Linked DNA regions of Zea mays: region 2 is linked to region 1. The links are chromatin contacts, called in public Hi-C maps. All regions are on one chromosome and are shown on one strand. Each heading gives the region's core, a stretch centred on a gene start, on an enhancer-like site or on the middle of the called end of the contact. The rest is flanking DNA. Distances are from core to core; before and after follow the strand shown. Region 1 holds the start of LOC100273700. Region 2 holds the start of LOC100273396 (Actin-7).

Region 1 (7,289 bases), core at 3,582-6,081:
TGCTGGAGAGGCACCGGATGGTGAACACCGCGCTGGCGTCTCACATGGCGGAGATCCACGCCGTCTCCATCAAGAAGGCGCTCACCCCGGCTCAGGCCCAGCCCCAGGCCCAGCCGGAGCCGGCCGCCGATAAGCCCCAGGCTTAAGTGCTTAACACCCCCCAAAACGGTTTGATCCCATATGCCGATGCACGATTACATTGGCTATCTGCTTGAATAATGCGGCGGATGCACTTGCTAAATTGCAGGATGTTATCCTTGACTGATTAGAAACTTCTGCACCGTGCATTTAACTTCTGTGTCACTGTGTGTGTGTTCTGGATGCTTCTGCCCTGGTCGTTTGCTCGAGACTGTGTGTTGCAGTTCATGCTGTTAATGTTCTGCCAGGGTGGGGTTTTCAGTCCTGGAATTTTTATATTTGACTGTTGCTATGTCTTTCCTTGCTTGTAGGGGTAAGGGGTTTATTCTTTAACCTTGTGGATTAGATTACTGTATCCATCATGGTCTGCAGTGGGGAGTGGGGTGTGATGATGATGGCTGCATCTTGTTTACACAACATTTTAATTTCCTGATTGATGATGCCGCAATCAAGATGAATGTGTTGTCCTTGCTGATATAAGACTGTATCCAGTAATTAACCCATATGATCACCAAAAGCACTGTGTTCTGCATTATTTTAGACCACACTATTCACAGACTATAGTTTGAATATAGGTACGGGGATGGGTAGATTGCTGGAGATAGCCTAAAGCTGGCTGGAAGTATTTTAGTGCTGGAACTGCAGTAGTTTACAGTTTAAGCTGTGAAAATAATTTATGCAAGCTTCTATGTTATATCGTATATATTGTAGCGATTGCATTGAATTGTACATTGTAGTACCTGACGATACTCTTTTTTGTGCATATGGGGCTGCTGGAGTTGTAATTTCTTTCTGTCATAAATATTCCAAGGTGTCTGTGCACGTTTGCATGGACCCCCGTGAACAGCAGCACATCGGTCGTGGCAGCACCATAGCTGACTTGTATTTGCACATGTTGCTAGCACGTATGCACACAGTTCCGTCTGATGGCAATAGAAATATGGAGTAGTAGCATGCCTTGCTTGTATTGATATATACTTGCAGACCATAACTTCGAAGACAAGGGGGACCTTCTCAGCGACTACTTCCGCCTATGGCCCCTAATTGCTGACAGTGGTTTCTCGGCCGACGATCTGGAGGATGACACGACCGTTTGGACCCTTGAACCGTCAGGTGAGTACACGGCAAGATCGGCTTGTGTGCAGTACAGTTTGGCAGGCAACGTGGATCAGATTTTCTGGCTACGATTTGGAAACCGTGTCCTTGTACCCGCCGCAAGCTCTTCTTGCGGCTACTGCAGAAGAGAGTTTGCACAGCGGGCTGTTTGCTGATCATAGAGTGGGTGAACTGCCGCCCTCTCTGTGGAAGAAACTCAAGAAGGGCCGTCGTATCTTTCCCTCCTCTCCAAGGTGCCGTTTGGTTCACATATTTGTAACGTAATGGGTAATTGATAACGTTAAATCATGTTTGATAGCGTAAACCATTACCATTTGCGTTACATTTCTTGAACCAAACAACACCCAGATGTGTTTGGAACACCTCACTGAACCTGAACCTTGAGTTGCAGTAGCCCTTCTAAGAATATGAACAAACCAAACAGGGCAGCTTTGGTGAAATGCCATAATCCAGCACTCCATGTCAGTGTCCAACTCGAGCGTTTTCAGGCCTTACATCACACAGGATCGACTATGGTCTTCCAAGTATCGAACAATTTATGACACGGCCATATTTTTTTTTTGCAGGGATCTCTATGCGCAATACATTTTTGCAGAGCCTGCGACAGTAGTTTCATCATCTATGACACCTGATCACCTCTTTTTAGGTTGGTTATAACGCAATGCTTTAGGTGCTAGAGATGCATGTAACTTTTACGGAGTCCCTTAGTTGCTATACATATTGCACTGAATGTCACACTTACGACGACACCAAGGGAAACGGAAACGAATGTCTGAATCAGGTAAGCAACAAATTAAGCCAGGAAAAGTCGATTTACACCCTCACTTAGGATGAAGCCGAGCTCGACTTCGCCTGCTCGGCGTACAACGCTTTGATCTCCTCCACGTCGTCGTAGCTTCCGAGGAATATCGGGGACCTGTCGTGGATCTTGGTTGGGATCAGATCAAGAGCCTGCATGCAGTGCCAATGCATCAAAGGTACCCAAACCAAGCAGAAGTGAACAAGCAGTTCTATTCTATGACGAGGGAGCAGAAGTGCTTTTTTTTTTGTATAGGAAATGGAGAGGCGTAAACCCTACCCGTTCTTTGCCTGTGAAGGACTGGCCTCCTGCCTGCTCCATTAGGAACGACATGGGGAAAACTTCGTACAGGATACTACAAAACCAAAGCAAACCAACCGAGACAGGTTCAGGGCCGGGGTGGTGTGTTACGAGCAGCTGAGACTGAGAGCGAGTCTGGAGGGGTAACGGAAGCTTAATTACCGGAGCTTTCCGTTTGGGTTCTTCTCGTCAGCAGGGTACAAAAACACACCGCCGTATAGCAAGGTACGGTGCACGTCAGCAACCATACTGTTAATAAAAGCAAACCATCAGCATCGATCAGCGAGTAGTGTGTTTTAGTCGTTGCAGTATAAAGCTATCAACAGTACCATCATCCTTCGTCATATGTAAACGGCCGCATGCATACGTTCATTCATTTTTGTACTGGTGGAGATCTATAGTGAAAGATCGATCGATCGACTCACCTTCCAATGTATCTCAAAGATCTTGGTGGCGAGCCATCTTTGGGGTACTTGCACTTCTCCACAAACCTGTGGTTTATTATGGTGTAAGCTACAGCTGGAGCTTCGTTTAATCGTTTCAAAAACAAAAGAAGAGGCGGGGAGTTCTTGAGCAAGTGCTATGGACAGGAGTCAGTCACAGACGACGAAACGTACTTGGCAACAGGCGCGTCCCAGTTCTTGGCGTTCCCTTCGTTGACTGAATAGATCTTCCCCTTCTTAGGTATCTGCGCGCGCGCGCGTCACAATGCAAAGAGGGAGATGAGTGGCAGTGATCAGTAAGTATTCTGTTGCCCGAGCAACTTCACGTGCATGACAAGGACTGAACGAAGAAGCTACGAGAAGATATAACCTTGATGTCTGGATGGGTTAGTATGAACTCCCCAAGTGAAGGGTCGAGCGTGAAGCCATTGACACCAGTTCCAGTGCTCAGAACGAGCTGCATCAGATTGGTTGCGCATGTCAATTATATTTCGTTACAGATGATTACCTTCGGAGAAGATGGGTTCAAGAGAATTAATTGGTTATTACCGTGCAGGAACTGCCGTACATGCAGTATCCGGCGGCGAGCATGTTCTTGCCAGGTTGCAGCACGTCCTCCAGAGTGACGTTGTCCTTGTCCTTGATGATGTAAATCCCAAAGATCTACAAAACAAAACAAAAAACCTTACTTGGAGGAAACTCATGTAAAGAAACATGAAGCACGCTGAATTAAAACACAAACGCTAAAGAACAGACATGGAGATGGAGAGAGAGAGAGAGAGAAAAAAGATTGGCAAAAAGGAACAGTTCGTCTGCTTTATTTTGATGTCGCTATCCTGAGACTTCTCGTGATGAAAATTTCAACGTTGCGTTAAATTGAAGGACCCAGAGATTTCTCGTGTCCATACCGTTCCGATGGAGACGCCACAGTCGATGTTGGAGGAGCCGTCGAGGGGATCAAAGCAGACGCAGTACCTTTAATTTTAGGGATACACAAAAGCGACGCATATTCATACATTTCATCAGAGAAACGGGCAGGTCAATAATTAACAAGTTCAGTCTGCTCACCTTCCACGCAGCTTAGGGTCCACGAACGTTGCTTCCTCGTCCTCCTCGGACACAAGGACGCACTGCACACCGCGGCGGGCGCCGAGTCAGAAAGCAGAACACTCTCGGAACTCAAACGGACAATAATCGCAGGTGGACAAGGAGGGATATTCGTACGGTGCGACCGCTGCTGACGAGGGCCTTGACGAACACCTCGTTGGACAGGACGTCCAGCTTCTTCTGCTCCTCTCCCTGTCGAGCAACCAAGGCAGCGGCATCGTCACATCTCGATCAATCTCTCTGAAGGAAAAACTAGCTAGCCGTACAGCGCACTTGCCTGCACGTTGGTCTCGCCGGCGAGCCCGATGAGCTGGGCGAGCCCGGCCTTGTTGACGGCGGAGGCGACGAACTTGCAGCCGAGGACGATGTGGGAGAGCAGGATGGTGAAGTCGCCGCGGGACTCGGGGTTCCGGCTCTGCTCGTTCAGCACGTGCCGCGTGATGGTCATCAGGTCCGTCCGGTGCGCGTCCGCCGCGTGGTCCATCTCGCCTCCGCCCTCCCCTCGCTCGAGCCTGGCTCCGAATTCAGCTACCTAGCTAGCAGGATAGCGGTGTGGTGGTGATCACGGAGTGCAGTGAGCGCGCGGGCACGACGAACCAGCTGCTGCTCCCGCGCGCACGGTATATTATTAGACAAGATCCCGCGGGGCGGGCGCCGGTCGGGAGCTGGCTGGCACAGGGTGGGACGGGACGGGACGGGACGTGTCTCTGCGGGGTAGGGTAGCACGGCGAGCGAGAAAGTGAGGCTGGGAGCCAAGGGTCGCGGAGCTCCAACGGAATCGGCGTCGAGGCCTATCCCTCTATCCGCGCTGCGTCAGGCTGGGCCGCTCGCGTCCAGCGCTTGTGGTGGTGGTCCGGTGGCGTACGTAGCGCGCGGCAGGGCGTAGGAAGGTAAGGGAGAGCGATTGGCATTAGAGACGAGAGCGAGGCTTTGTCCCGTGGTGGCGTACAGACAGGAACCCGAGGGGGAGGCCCCAACGCGGACGGGGGAGATTAGGATTAGCAACGGCCTGACAGCGAGACGGCTCCGCTCGTGTGTTGTCAGTGGCAGCTCGCCCTTGTTAAAACTTTACAAAAGCTATCCAACCAAATCAGCCCATATCTATAATCTCCACTAAATCTACCAAACGAATTACACACATAATACACCTTTAAAATTAATGATTCATATCGCTGCATAACTCTTCTCTTTCTTATCGATTCAAATCTAATGACTAATGTTATTTAGATAATCCATTCATCCTTTCTCCCTTCATCTCTCACACGCCATTGCCTCCCTCCTCCTTCCACGACTCCGCCGTCCCTCACCTTGCTCGCGTTGCCACCGGTCCCTCATGCTTCTATCGACCTCCACCCTCTCTCTCTTACCCACGTTGTCGTCGTCATCGTCAGCCCCTACCTCACGCTGTCGTCTGCCCCTTCCGCTCTTCTTCCCGAGACCGCAGCGTAAACATGAGTATTAGACTAGTAAGGTTCAATCAACCAAGTCGATAGGTTGCACGATCATGCTTCATGTTATATATTAGATTTTTATATGTTCTAATCCAAAAACAATATACATAGTTTTGGTGAAAGTATGAAAAATGTGTAATCTTAGCAAGTTAAACATGATCAATATAGGATATAACATAACTATATATATAACTGAAAAGAGGAATCATATCCAAGGGCATATATTGTTAGTCAGAGTAGGCACCTTGTTTGATACAGTGCAGGAATGAAGCCGTGTCGATCAGCAACCGAACGACGGAGCTCACTACCAGGAAAGAGATGAAACGAGCAATGGTATCGTTGATACTCTCTAAAAAGTGATCGGTGAACACTAAAACGACTGTCGTTTTGGAGGCCTGCTCTCCCCAAGTTTACGTGCGCAGAATGGAGATGTCTCCTAAGAGTGAGGAGTCGTGTCATGAACATTCCAAAAAATGTGATTGATTATCATTCACCTTAGCAGGTAAAACACTTAAATGCAGGTCGTTTCGGAGGCTTGCTATTGCCAAGTGTGTGCGCGTAGAAGGGAGATGTCTTCTAAGCGAGAGTACCTGTGAGTTGTGACTTGGTTGTGAGAGTAGAAAGAGTGTGTCTCTTCTATAGACGCATGAGGAGACGTCACGCCATAGGGATGAAAACGGGTACCTATTCGGATAGTAATTTTTAAACTTTATTCTTTGATTGTGAATAAATAGGATATAAAATCTGCAATGTAAATTGATATTCTTGTTTTTAGCATTGAGATTGTAAAGTTCAATAAAAAGTATTCCTCAAATTTTATCATATATCTATTGGGCACCAAATTGAGCATCGGACGGTCCGGCCCTGGGGCTGGACGGTCCGCACCTGTGGGCCGGACGGTCCGCGCGCGCAGAACAGATTAGGGTTCCGAGTTTCTTGCTATGTTTGTGTAGGATCTAGGACACCGACTAGAGGGGGGGTGAATAGACTGTTTTGACTAAAATCAAAAAAACACTAGGGAAATTTAATCAATATAACAAGAGGTATAAATTCTCTAGTGATAACAAGTAAAGAATGTATGAGAATCAACTAAGGTGATTGAATACTTGATGAACAATATGCAAAATCCTAATCACTTGCACAGTAATAAGTAATGCAAGAAAATAAAGACACCGAATTTTATCCCGTGGTATCGGTGATTTGCCGATCACCCCTAATCCACGTTGAGGTGGACTTCAAGCTCTCACTTGCTCCTCTATCAAGACACGGCTTGATCTTTGAGCCAAGTGGACAAGAAATCACTCAATACCTCGATTCCACTAATGTCACCTTTGCCGCTCTGGCGAGGTAGACGCGAACCCCTCACAATCAACACCGTGGCTTCTCCACAATCTTCTTGGAGAGCTCGACGGAGACAATCACCCGAGCCGTCTAGGAGGCGGCAACCTCCAAGAGTAACAAGCCGATGACGCTTGCTCGGTGTACCACCTAGTGCCTCAAGAATCTCCAATGGATGCAAATGCACTAGGAACACTCAATCTCTCACTAGAATGCACTCTCAAGCAAAGAGTGTGAGAGAGTGAGTTGGAGGATCACAAATGAGCTTAATGTATGCAAGGAATGGCCAAGAGAGCCCTCACACACGAGCTCCCCTTCTATTTATAGCACCCCACTCAAATCCAACCGTTATGAGCAAAAAACACATGTTCTGCGCACACGCGGACGGTCTGCGCCCTAGGGCCGGACGGTCCGCTGTACACATAACGACTATTTTTCCCGTTTGAAATCTGTTAGAGCTGTTAGAAAAGTGAGGTCCGGACAGTCTGCCCACCTTGGCCGGACCGTCCGCGACCTGGCAACTTGGAGCACCGGAGCTCTGACCAAGAGGAGTTAACACATGCGGACCGTCCGCCTACAAGGCCGGACGGTCCGTGA
Region 2 (7,289 bases), core at 1,949-4,448, 200 kb after region 1:
AATCTTGGCTTTTGGCTAACTCGGGAACTCGCATGGTACTCGAAGTAAAATCCAAGGCAAATGAAGTTTGCTCCAACAGTATCTAAAACAGTTGAGGCCTTGTTTGGATAAAGAGGGATTGAGGTGGATTGAAGTGTATTTTAGGAATTTAAAGGGAAATTAGTTTATATTACACTTCAATACACCTTATACCACCTTAATCCACTCCAATCCAAGATTACCCAAACAAGTCCTGAAGGATAAACAATTTACCCCTTTAGGACTAGTTTGAGAGCCATAAAACCGGAAGGAATTGAAGGAGTTAAATTCCCCTTCTTACTCAAAATTGAATAAGAAGGGTAATTTAGCCCCTCCAATCCTCTCCGGGTTTATATCTCCCAAACTAGCACTTAGAGACAACAACAGCTGTTTCATGAGAAGGAATAAAACAAACATATCCAAGTATAAATCAACAACCACGCCACGGCGGGGCGCAAATGCGAATGATTCCATGACCACGTACAGAAGTGCATAAACCAACTGAACTCTCAAAGACTCAAACTGCATGGGCGACACGCGACAGCCGGCACCCTTGCGTCGTGTAGAAACCCAGATCGCGCATATCAGGAACGCACTGATCTGGTGGTCTTGAAAAAAAAAACACTGACCTGACCATCCGTACTACTGAAGTTACACATGTTTCTTCATGTAGTACATCAGTCGACCTAACCATCTTTCACAATGCTTCATGGCCAACAGCCCTTCAATGATTTAGAAAGAACCAAGAATGCTAGAGAAACCATGGGACAATCTAGCATCCCAACTAACTGAAAATATAAGTAAATAACAGATATACAGCTCCAGAATTCAGAAACACTTCATGTGGACGATGCCTGGACCAGATTCATCATACTCTTCCTTGGAGATCCACATCTACACAACACAATAACAAGATTAATAAATCAAACTTCATATACACTAGAACTGCAAAGCAAGCAGAAACGTTGAATTTAGATTTTGAGACAGTAACAAACTAACAACCTGCTGGAAGGTACTGAGAGAGGCCAGAATGGAGCCACCAATCCAAACGCTGTACTTCCTCTCCGGCGGAGCAACCACCTTCACCTTCATGCTGCTGGGGGCAAGCGCAGTGATCTCCTTGCTCATGCGGTCACCGATGCCAGGGAACATAGTGGAGCCACCACTGAGGACAACATTACCGTACAGGTCCTTTCTGATATCGACGTCGCACTTCATGATGGAGTTGTACGTGGCTTCATGGATGCCAGGAGATTCCATGCCAATGAAGGATGGCTGGAATAGCACCTCAGGGCACCTAAACCTTTCTGCGCCGATTGTGATGACCTGGCCATCGGGCAGCTCGTAGCTCTTCTCGACGGTGGAGCTGGTCCTGGCCGTCTCCAGCTCCTGCTCGTAATCAAGTGCAACGTAGGCAAGTTTTTCCTTGATGTCCCTGACAATCTCTCGCTCGGCTGTCGTGGTGAAGGAGTAACCCCTCTCGGTGAGGATCTTCATCAGGTTGTCGGTGAGGTCACGACCGGCAAGGTCCAATCGAATAATAGCATGAGGAAGCGTGTACCCTTCGTAGATGGGGACAGTGTGGCTCACGCCGTCACCAGAGTCGAGCACAATACCTGCACAGAAAGATTGTCGCCACTCACTACACGTACTGCTATTCGAATGCTGACATGAAACAGGTTCGATGCAGCAACGTAACGTACCAGTCGTTCGTCCACTGGCGTACAGGGAAAGAACGGCCTGGATGGACACATACATTGCCGGGCAGCTGAACGTCTCAAACATGATCTGGGTCATCTTCTCCCTGTTGGCCTTGGGGTTCAGAGGAGCCTCGGTCAGCAGTATAGGGTGCTCCTCAGGCGCCACACGGAGCTCGTTGTAGAAGGTGTGGTGCCAGATCTTCTCCATGTCATCCCAGTTGCCCACAATGCCGTGCTCGATTGGGTACTTGAGCGTCAGAATGCCTCTCTTGGACTGGGCTTCGTCGCCCACGTATGCATCCTTTTGGCCCATGCCCACCATCACGCCAGTGTGGCGTGGCCTGCCTACGATGCTGGGAAAGACTGCCCTCGGCGCGTCGTCACCAGCGAAACCTGCCTGTTTGGCATCAAGATCCCATCAGTTTATTAGATCAGTAATGAATAGACAGGCAAAAGGATTGGCTGCTGGACAGGAGAACGAACCTTAACCATTCCAGTGCCATTGTCGCACACAAGGGGCTGGACATCCTCTTCAGCCATTCCTCAGTGTTCTGCAGCAGAATGCTATACTCGGTGTTAATCGTTAAAGTGTCCATGGAGTCAGGTAAACCCCACAAAAGAAGCATGCCGCCGCCGCTGCAATGGTAAACCCCACAAAAGAAGCATGCCGCCGCCGCCGCCATTGCAATATGCCAGTCGTCAGTCAAAACTAATGTGCACAACTGCTCATGATTAAGAAACTGATACTCAAATTTGTGTAAAAAAACCCTGATAATTGACTTATAAGTTTCCAAGCAGTCCGCAGGGATGGCTGACACTAGGAGGATCACGGGGGAGGGGAATTTGGTTGAGGAAAATGGTTAGCTGAATGTTTGAGAGTGTGATCGTGTGATTTTTCACTGCTTAAGATCATCTCCAGTTCTTCACAGAGTGACCTGAAAACAATTTACGGGTTCGGCGTAGCACACATCTTATTGCATGCTGAATCATATGTGCTCCTATGAACTGACTGAGTAACTGGCCAAACTCGACATGAAGTTCATCACATAAACATAAAACAGAGCATCCAATCAAACATCACAGAGGTACTATAGTAATCATGATGACACATAGGAGAGCACACGACTACACATATGACGGTAGTTTATTAAAGTTGAAAACCGTACCACACCGCCTATCCGAACTCCAGAGCCGAGACAAACATGACAAAAAACAGAAAAATGGACACGAAAAAAATCGAAGTCAGCAGCGACGGGAAGCTCGAGCGGGGGGGTCTATCGAAACGAAAGCCTACAGCCGATCACTTCCTCGGAACAAAATCGGTGCCAGAGCAAGGGAGAAATACGGCTATACCTCGGCGTCGTTGACGAGGCCGCGAAGGGGATCGGATCGCTCGCCCGCGGGGTCGCTTCCGGTGACGCAGGCAGGCGTGAGAGCGAGGTGAGACAAATGGGAGAGCAGCAGCCGAAGTATGTGTGTGTGACTGGTCTGCGGGCGCTGGGCGTGTGCTTTAGCGGCAGCGGTCCCGAGCGCAGGGACGACCCGGCCAACACCAACAGCTCGCTCGCTCTGACCTCGCCTCGCCCCTGCTGCCTGGTCAATGGAGACGCAGCAAACAACAGCGCAGGCGGCATCGGACCGCAAAGGTTTCGGTGTCGAATCCGACCACGTCCCCGTCGGATGGCAGGGCACGGCGGCGGCTATGCTCCGTGGGTTGGTGGACCCAGACGTCGCAGGCAGAGTAGCCGTAGCAGAGCAGGACGGTTCAAAAAAAAAAACAACTAGCGCTACTGGTTCAGCCCATTCATCGTTACGGTCGCCAACAGAAGTCGAGAAGAAGGTTCGTCACTTCTAGTAAAAAAAAGGCCATAAACGTTTTGTAGGCCCACAGATTTGTTCCCGCTGGCCCAAAGGCTCCAGGACCCATTGAGCTGGGCCGATGGTTGCCGTTTCCGTTCGCATCCGGCCAGTCCAATAGTCGCGCTATTCGTTTTCAGAGGATGAGAGGAAGCCCGCATCACGTTCCACTCTCGAGTCTCCAGTTCCCTCACCCCTTTATTACCAGGTCAGGTGCGATCTGAGCTCAAAGATCTATCGCGATTTCACAGCAGAGCGACAAAGGCAGGCAGGTTCAACGTCAGCAGTTACTCACCTCCGACGACTAGCTACTAGCTACGAGAACCAGTAACAGTAATGCAGTCTTGTTATATTCGCTCTCGAGTCCAGGCAGTCCAAATAGTCGGAGCGGAACAGCCTAACACACTATCGTCTTTTCTCTCTCCCTCTCTCTCTAGCAGATCCAAATGCGATATTTCTGGAGGGAAGACGTATCATGCTCCACTTTCGAGATAAATTCTTTTCACCCCTTTTGTTACCAAGTGCGATCCGAGGCCAAAGATCTTTCACGGTAGAGTGGAGTCAGCAGAGGCCACGAGACAGGCAAGTTCACCGTCGACCATTGCTCGCACTCCAAACGAATCCGCATCAGATGATCGCGATTTCTAGCACCCCTGTCTGGTGCATGTGGCGCACGTGTCTGGCGCATTTGCCCCCCCAAAACGACTTAAAAAAATCTCGCTGGTGAGGAACACATCGCCCTAACAAAAAATATGGTTTCAACCGAGAAAATCTCGGAATCTTGGTCCTCATCACTAGCGGGCTATCAACATCCACTCTACAACGTCCCAGACTCCTGGTTAGAGTGTGACACACAATACATAATCTGGAAGCGAACGGAACATAACGAGGAGATTTTTTAACTAAACCTGTAATTCGTCCACATCGAAATCGGGACCTGTAGGTGCTACTCAGAAGCCTTGATCATTACTCTAGGGAGTCTTTCACACCCCTCCCCCCAAACGACTTAAAAAAATTCGGCCGGAGAGGGACAAATCGTCCTCCTGATATTAAATATTAAGAAGATACCAAAACATAGTATCGGCCGAGAAAATCTCCAAACCCTGGTCCTCATCACTAGCGTACCTTCATCGTCCACTCTGCAACGTCCTAGCCGCTAACTGGAGGGTGACGGCGACGCGTAAGACGTAACCCGGAAGCGAACGGGACAAAACGAGAACATTTTTTAAATCAAATCGAAGAAAATGTCTTCGATAGAGATTAAACTCGAAACCTGAAGGTGCTACTCGGTCTTAACCACTACGCTAGAGGCTACAAAACGACTAATTACGAGGTATACCATGTTAGTTATACTACCGAGTGGTAAACCGTCTCATGCCTCGTGACTCGGGATCCCAACAAGGAGCGCGGCAATTGGAGCCCTCGTACTTATCAAACGCGATAGTTTCGAGGGCGTGGGATCGACAGCAATATTATCTGTGACGAAACTGCCCGCACCAACACCAGCACCACCGCCGAATCACTCTAGCTTAAGGACCGCAGAAAGCGCGAAACCAAACTCCCGGAGTTAACAAGTCCAATCATGGACTTTTTTCCAGCTTCTCAAAGTGGCAATAATTCGCACGTCGATCCTGACGCGATTCCGTCGGTTTCCTTTCCTTCCTCTGACACCGGAACAGCGGCGTGCATCAGTGCACCGGTGAGCCGAGCCGGGGCCAATGCGGGTGGGGGTGGTGGTGGGGGTGGTGATACATCGTCGGTGCTTTCAGCACTCGAGCGCATGATAAGGCGATACGCAAATTCGCCTCACGCGGTCACGCCCGACTCACCAGCATACCATAGCCAACAGCGCCGGCTTAATTTGCCGCACAATAATAGCCTGGTGCTTTCAGCAATAGTGGCTGCATTATTGGCGTCCTGCAGGCTGCAGCTGCAACTCCGTCGAGCAACACGGGCTGCTGCACACGCGTCGCTGTGGTGATTCCGGTAGTGGAAGGTCCGGGGAGAAGCCATTACGCGAGGCAATAATTCATTTCAGCTCCCACATTCCAACGTCCGAGTCAAAAAAAAAAGGCGCTTCAGGCTTCCGCGTCATTTCAGCCTTCCATTGCGATGAACAGCGCTAAACAAAGCAAAAGTTCTGCACCCACGAGATGGTTTGCAAGCAAACAATGGATTGCAGCTGCTAAAGTATTTTGTTCGCTGTGGTTTATTGTGGTTTTAATTCAGCTACTGCTACTGCTTCTATAATATTTTATCTTTATAGCCGCATTAGTGTGAGAAACAGCTAAGCTGCTGCTGCCGGACAATTCAACAGCCTGGGAAGCACATGGCCTACTTTCAGTGGCATCGCCGTTCGGAGGTGGCGCAATAGAGTTTCTAGAGCACCTTTGTATGTGTTCAGTGTTCTCTCAGCTTTGATTTTGTTTCTAAAACAGAATTTGTAGACTGTATCTATTTGGCTAAAATGATATTAAACGAAGCTGAAAAACATGGAACTATCCAAACAGGCCTGCACTTCAGTGCTGACTAAAAAATCTTTTTATTTTGTCATAAATAGTGATTCCGCGTTTATGTGTTATATATATATATATATATATATATATATATATATATATATATATATATATATATATATATATATATATATATATATATATATATATATATATATATATATAGTCGGTTGCCCGTGCGTTGCGACGGCTTACAACAATACCCATGTAATCTAACCACCAAAAAAAATTCAAGATTTTTTATTAATTGTCTCCGCTCTCCGTATAATATTTTTTGATTTGGCTAACTGATGTTATTATTTACTCCATCCAATATGTCTTGGTACAACACGGCCAATGAAGTGAGCGGTTAGAAGAGAGTTCACAACGACTAACTGAACGAACAGAGATTATAAAATGACATAATTCCGTCATACAGAGATCAAATAAGAGAGAGTTTGTGAGTTCAAGTTTCTAAAATAAATCACATGAATTCAAACTTATAAAAAAGATAGATCAAAATATGAAGTGATTGCTAAAGTCAGGCATCAATAAAAACTTGATGCGCTCTATATAAATTATGCTGCTTTGTAGCAATTACTAACGTTTAAAACCAACAAATAACCTTTTGTTTTACTGTTAGTGCGACAAATCATTGCCGTTTCATCCAATTCAGCAACCTCAAACACCAAGGAGTCCATTGTGCCAATGTGGTCTCAGAAACGACCTAATGCTTGCAGGAGCCAAGGTCGTGTCGTGCTTGGGTTGTAGCCTCGGCCCGTAGTACTGGTCCGGCCCGACACGATTATATATTTTTTATTTTACAAAAAACGTATATACATATATATATAATTTATATTCAATATTAAAAACATTTGAGCATGATGTTCTACTGGTTAGACAGATTTACCTATTGTCTCCCGCCCTTCTTCCACGAGGGCATGGGTTCGAATCCCACCTCTTGCACCGTTTTTAACATTTTACGCTGATAATCAAATGGGCCGACGGGCTAACGGTCTGGCCCGGCATAGTTAGCAGACCGACATGTGTCTGGGCCAGAGTTGTGGCTCACGCGCGTCTGGCCTGTGCCGGGCCGCCATTTGGCCATCTATAGTCGTGCAGCGGATTAATTTGAAATAGCTGTGAGGGGTTATTTGTAAAAAAATGACGTTGGACGACCGTTGAAACTGGTGCTTTAAGTATAGTATATACACAATAT

What was found. A called contact is a pair of places that touch in the nucleus more often than the background predicts.
Region 2: a contact with region 1 is called in a Hi-C map of ear, with 4 times the contacts expected there. The contact joins the promoter of LOC100273396 here to the promoter of LOC100273700 in region 1. A contact is called at or near these places in 11 of 25 Hi-C or Micro-C datasets (bundle sheath, ear, endosperm and 3 more) and 1 of 3 datasets of contacts at active chromatin or transcription factors (leaf).

The regions. Positions count from the first base shown.
Region 1 is chr3:180,477,667-180,484,955 of Zm-B73-REFERENCE-NAM-5.0, forward strand. LOC100273700 reads right to left here and starts at 4,832. Exons shown (of 11, transcript NM_001148112.2): 1 at 4,181-4,832; 2 at 4,021-4,095; 3 at 3,865-3,926; 4 at 3,705-3,771; 5 at 3,346-3,459; 6 at 3,167-3,253; 7 at 2,971-3,041; 8 at 2,779-2,844; 9 at 2,516-2,602; 10 at 2,333-2,408; 11 at 1,600-2,205. The coding sequence starts at 4,387. The coding sequence ends at 2,080. It overlaps LOC100282070 (bolA-like protein), which reads left to right. Exons shown (of 3, transcript NM_001154983.2): 3 at 1-613. The coding sequence ends at 146.
Region 2 is chr3:180,679,679-180,686,967 of Zm-B73-REFERENCE-NAM-5.0, forward strand. LOC100273396 (Actin-7) reads right to left here and starts at 3,199. Exons shown (of 5, transcript NM_001415954.1): 1 at 3,072-3,199; 2 at 2,202-2,282; 3 at 1,722-2,115; 4 at 1,021-1,634; 5 at 408-912. The coding sequence starts at 2,258. The coding sequence ends at 847.